Linked DNA regions of Canis lupus: region 1 is linked to region 2. The links are chromatin contacts, called in public Hi-C maps. All regions are on one chromosome and are shown on one strand. Each heading gives the region's core, a stretch centred on a gene start, on an enhancer-like site or on the middle of the called end of the contact. The rest is flanking DNA. Distances are from core to core; before and after follow the strand shown. Region 1 holds the start of TNRC6B (trinucleotide repeat-containing gene 6B protein). Region 2 overlaps TNRC6B (trinucleotide repeat-containing gene 6B protein).

Evidence for each region. Hi-C and Micro-C count contacts between places; a contact is called where the count stands out from the background.
Region 1: a contact with region 2 is called in a Hi-C map of blood, with 2.9 times the contacts expected there. The contact joins the promoter of TNRC6B here to the enhancer-like site in region 2. A contact is called at or near these places in 4 of 9 Hi-C or Micro-C datasets (amygdala, blood and skin fibroblasts).

The regions. Positions count from the first base shown.
Region 1 is chr10:26,053,855-26,056,554 of UU_Cfam_GSD_1.0, reverse strand. TNRC6B (trinucleotide repeat-containing gene 6B protein) reads left to right here and starts at 1,435. Exons shown (of 25, transcript XM_038550487.1): 1 at 1,435-1,658.
Region 2 is chr10:25,829,320-25,832,019 of UU_Cfam_GSD_1.0, reverse strand. It overlaps TNRC6B (trinucleotide repeat-containing gene 6B protein), which reads left to right. Exons shown (of 25, transcript XM_038550487.1): 15 at 750-881; 16 at 1,149-1,244; 17 at 1,421-1,616. Among named protein-coding and RNA genes, the nearest start is that of ADSL, 39 kb to the right of the region's middle. Within about 2 kb of position 1,254, at least 3 of the 20 cell types and tissues checked have an H3K27ac peak or open chromatin away from gene starts, as enhancers often do. A contact at or near this core is called in blood, where this site is marked.

The DNA.
Region 1 (2,700 bases), core at 186-2,685, 220 kb before region 2:
ACTCTGGAAGCTTCCCAGGAGCTGAAGGGCTGTTCCATTTGCATGTGATAAATTATTTATCTCTAAAGCAATTTATTCTTTATCTCTCTTTAAACTCTCCTTCTCCTTGTTTCTGGCTCTCGAAGTCTCTCTCTCTCTCTCTCTCTCTCTCTCTCTCTCTCTCTCTCTCTCCAAAGAGGGAGCTGGAAGATAGATGAGGGAGGGTTGAGGAGGTAGGCTTGGCACACAAGGATGGTAGAAATGTTCATTTATAAAGCTGAGAAAATAAACACAGAAGTAGATGGGCTTCTGGTCGGGAAACACCAAGATGGTTTACTTTAGGGTGGGGAGGAACGGGTGCCAGGGAGAAGGCGGTGGCGGCAGTAACAACCTCTCCGTAACTTTAGTCTCCCACAATGTCACCTCCAGAGACTGACGGGGGAACTTGCTTTCGGAATGAAACGTTTTTAAGACGTTGTGTTGGCAGGCAGGTAAGATGCGGGACGAAGGGAGAGGCGCCAGTGAAAAAGAGCGAAGGCTCTGGAACCAGCCTCCTAAGACCAGTGCCAGGTTCACCAATTACTTTCTATCTAGGTGACCTTGGGCAAGTGTCCTAATTCTCTTTAGAGCCTTCGTTTCTATCTGTAAAATTCAGAGAATGTAAAACCCACAGGTTCAAACAGATAATCCCTGTAAAGGACTGAGGACAGTCGTTGGCACAAAGGAGGCACAAAATAAACGACAGTCAGTATCATCGTCAGCTGCGGGCCAAACGACCGGAGTCCCCCAAACTCCCAAGCAAACAATTACCCGGAGCACGGAGCATCCAGGTCTGACTGACGCGCCTCCCGGCCCAATAAGGTACCGGGAAAGAACTCTGTGGAGTCGAACCAATGGCACCAGTCCTTGTTGTTGGACGGGGCTTCTGGCCGTTCCGCCAATAGCTTGAAGATGTGACTAAGGACTGACGTTCTGACGGTCCAATGACGCACAACCAGCCCACACTCAGCACTTCGAAGGGGATAAATCAAGGAGCCGGCGCGTATAGATTCCGTTATTAGGCAATACTGGATGGAGAGAGGAGCTCAGGGGAGACAGCGCGAGGGCGAGGCACCCATGAGCTAAAAAAAGAAAAAAGACGATGGTTGCGCCAAGTGAGCTCGGCCGCCATCATGCTCTAGTTTCCCCTTCGCCTCTCCGGGTCCGCGACCAAGGAAGCGGCCTCTGGGATGCTGAGGGGGTGTGTCCCCGAATGATTGGCGCAGGCGGCTCAGCCAATCCTAGCTCGTCAAACGGGAAGCGCTTGGCCAATGAGGGGCGACGGCAGCGGCGAGGACTCGGAGGGGCGGAACAGCAGCTTGATGGGCACAAGCGCCAGCCAGTGAGAGCCGGAAGCATCCTCCCTGCGGCCAATGGAGTGGGGCTCTGGGCGGGCCCCCGAGTGTTTGTGTTGTGGTTTTGGGGGAGGGAGGCGGAGGGGAAAGTTTGTTTATTTTGTTTTTAGTTTCTGGGGTCCCCGTGTTTCTGGGAGGTGAAGAGGGAGGGAGTGACCCCCCCGCGCCCCCTCAGTCCCCCTACTACGTCGCCTCCATAGCCTGCGGAGAAGCGGGGACCGCGCGCATCGCAGCGCATCGCCTCACAGCGGAACGCCGCGCACTCGGAGCCGGCGCGGCTCGGCGGTGAGTGAGGACCGACGGCCACTGCCGCCCTTCCCCTCCCCCGCGCACCGCCCAGTCCGAGCGGGGCGGCCGGGTGGGCGAGGACGCCCGCGGGAGCGCGCGGCGCGGGCCGGCCTGTCAAGCTGAGGCGCAGCGTGTGCGTGTCCTCGCGAGTGAGCGCGCGCGGCGGGGACAGGGCCGGAGGGGGCGGGAGCGCGCGCGGGCCCCGGCGGGGGCGGGGGCGGCGGCAGCGGCGGCGGCGGCGGCGTGGAGCTCGCGCTCCGTGGGGGCGGGCGTGCGGTGGGTTTGACCCCGGGTCGGGGAGGGACGCGGGCGACGTCCCGCGCGCAGGGCAGGGGCGCCCCGAATGGCGGGGCCGGCGGGCGGGCGCGCGCGGCTCTGGGCGTCACGCGCCGGCAGGTGTGAGCTGGGGGAGGGCTTCCGGGTGGGCTGGTCGAGTCGGGTTCGCTTCCCGTCGCTGGGCGGGGGGGCGCCTCCAGGGCGGGGAGGGGCTCCCCGTGGCGGCGGAGAGCGGGGGGCCCTCGGAGGCGCGTCGGGCCCCCTGCCTGGCTGGGGGGCAGGTAGACGGAGGCGTCAGGCCCCCGAGCGCCCCGGTGGCTGCCTGCGCGGCACCGCGGGACCTGCGTGGCAGCGTGGACGCGTTCCCCTGATTAATCCGGGCCGGGGAAGGGGGTGTCGCGCCCCTCATCCCAGAGCCCTGCGGCGTGGCCACCTTCGAGAGGCTGTCCAGGCTTTCCACGAGGAAATGGGACGAGCCGGCGCCAGGAGTGTTTCCTGTCTCCCCCTGAGTTGGCATCCCTTGGGTCCAAACCAGTGGGTTTGTCAGCCCACGGGGGGCCAGATACCCCAAAGTGGCCGAGGTCGCCCCGTAACCGTAGCTGCTTGTTGGGCATCTTAAGTAAGGACCAGCCCATCCTCAGTTCTCTAGGCAGAGTGTGCCGACCTCGGTCTCAAGATTCCTTGCTTCTTCGTGGATCCTTTGGCTGTTTTATTACTCTTTAGCATCTATGCTAGAAATTGTGCGAGGAATAAGACGAATTTC
Region 2 (2,700 bases), core at 5-2,504:
AGGATCGCGCGCTGGGCCAAAGGCAGGCGCTAAACTGCTGCGCCACCCAGGGATCCCAAAAATTCTTGTTTTTTAAGATTTTATTTACTTATTCATGAGAGACACAGAGAGAAAGAGAGGCAGAGGGAGAAGCAGGCTCCATGCAGGGAGCCTGATGTGGGACTCGATCCCGGGCCTCCAGGATCAGGCCCTGGACTGAAGGGGGCACTAAACTGCTGAGCCACCCGGGCTGCCCCCAAAATACTTTCTTTTAGGCCTTTATTTATTAGCTTGGTGAAGTTTAATGTATTTTGTTTCCATTTCCAGTAACAATTTCTCAGGCAAAAATCATATTGTCAATAAAACTTTTTGTCTTCCAGAAGTCTTCCTGATTACAAATTCATAACTTTTATTGTAGAAAAATTGGAAAGCCTAAGAAGAGAATTTAAAAACTCTTTTTTAAGATTTTATCTTTAAGTAATCTCTGCCCACTACATGGGGCTCAAACTTATAACTCTCAAATCAAGAGTTGCACATTCCACCGACTGACCCAGCCAGGTGCCCCTAAAAGCTCTTACAATCTCAGTGCTCAGAGATTAACCACTGTTAACACGTTAGTGTATTTCTCCTGATCATTTAATATTTTTCACAAATAGTTTTCAAGGAAAACTGTTGATGCTTGCTTTAGATCTATTAAGACCTTTTTACAGAAAAAAAGAGTTTTATTTTGGTAAGTTCTGAAAGATGCTTTTTTTTTTTTTCCTTGCTAGGTTTCTGCCTCCATGCTCAAGCAGTTTCCCAACAGTGGCCTGAATCCAGGTCTTTTCAATGTGGGGCCCCAGTTATCTCCTCAACAGATTGCCATGCTGAGCCAGCTTCCACAAATTCCCCAGTTTCAGTTGGTAAGTGGCAGATTTTCCTCTTATAGCTAAAAAAAGATAATTTTCTTTTTTTCCCATTTAACTTTGATTTGCTTCGTTTTATGCATGCTTAAGTGTTAATATATCAGCTCAGCTAGAGGGAAATGCCACCAGTGGACCAGGAACTTGGTGGGACTTCCCCTTTAGACACTTGATTCAGCCACTGCACTTTGGTGCAGTACCCCATCGAGTGTCTCAGTAAGCACAGCTTAGGAAACTTTTTTCCTCTATCTCCTCCCTGTTTTGTAGGCATGTCAGCTTCTCCTGCAGCAGCAGCAACAGCAGCAGTTGCTACAGAACCAGAGGAAGCTTTCTCAAGCTGTGCGCCAGCAGCAAGAGCAGCAGGTATGCAGAACTGAAAGGGTCCCTCTAGTGCTCTGTGTGAGGACTGCAGGTCCACTTCACCTCTAAGAATAAAACATAAGCCACATGCAGTCTTTTCCTGGAAGGTGCAGGATGTTGGCTTATCTTGTGTCCATTTTCCCTCCAATTCCCCCTTGCCCCGGACTCCTGGCTTCCAGCTGGCTCGAATGGTGAGCGCTCTCCAGCAACAGCAGCAACAGCAGCAGCAGCAGCAGCAGAGGCAGCCTGGCATGAAGCACTCACCCTCTCATCCTGTTGGGCCCAAGCCACATCTGGACAACATGGTACCCAACGCTCTGAATGTGGGGCTCCCAGACCTTCAAACCAAAGGGCCAATACCTGGATATGGTTCTGGTAAGTTGTCAGTAATGAAAATCACCTTAAAAAAAAAACACCAGTTGTATACAGAGCCTCTGGTAGAGGTCGGTCCTACATTACTTCCTCTCAGCAGCCACACGAAAGAGATAAATATTCTTATCCCTGTCTTACAGCTGATATCCTAGAGTTTTGATGGTTTTCCAAACTCACCACACAATTAGTAAATCGCATAGCTACACCTCTGACTTCTTTGGGTCCGAAGCAGTCTTTTACATTTGAGGAATGGCAACCTGCTCTTCTACCACCAGAAATTTTTAAAAGCCAGTTAAAATGTTTGTACGCGCTGTGAGTGCCACGTGCATCTGAAGTTATAATCTCTTAAAATATGTACAAACTGAAGTATTTAGCCCTACTGATGAAGTTTCTTCTTATGGAAAAATGGGGAACTAAAATGAAGCTTATAAGGCAAACTGATGAATTCTTCTGATATTAGTATTTCATTTGAGTTAAATAGAATTAGCGCAAGTAAGGTTATACCTTTGACATTCATCAAGAATTTGTTGGCAGGCAAGTCGTAGCTCTTTCAGACCAGGGAACATGTTGTAAGCACAATCCAATCAGTGAGGCAACAGTGACTTAAAAATAAAATGTAAACATTTCAAAGATACCACACACCACAGCAGGTTCTCCTCAGAATGACAAAATTTAGGGTTTATTTTGGTAAAGAAGATACCGTTCTTGCAAACTCAAAAATAAGAGTGGAAGAGACCTGAAATCCATGCTCCTATGAAGCAGAGTGACCCTGGACACATGGCCCTGCTCTCTGCTCTAGTTTTGTGGGGTGTCCACATGCAGAGAGGAACAAAGACTTCAAGGATGCCATAAGTTTTAAGGTAATTAATTTCCAGATTCGCCAACAGCACTGTTTCTTTAAAATGATCTGCCTGAGAACTGACTTAAATTCAAAATAACCTTTCTTCCACTTGACATAAAAGAAGAGTGAAATCTCCACCATCTCCTGTCTTTCTAAGGCATGCCCATCTTGGGTATAGAAATCTAGGGTGCCAGGACGTCTGGGTGGCTCAGCGGTTTAGCGCCTGCCTTTGGCCCGGGACATGAT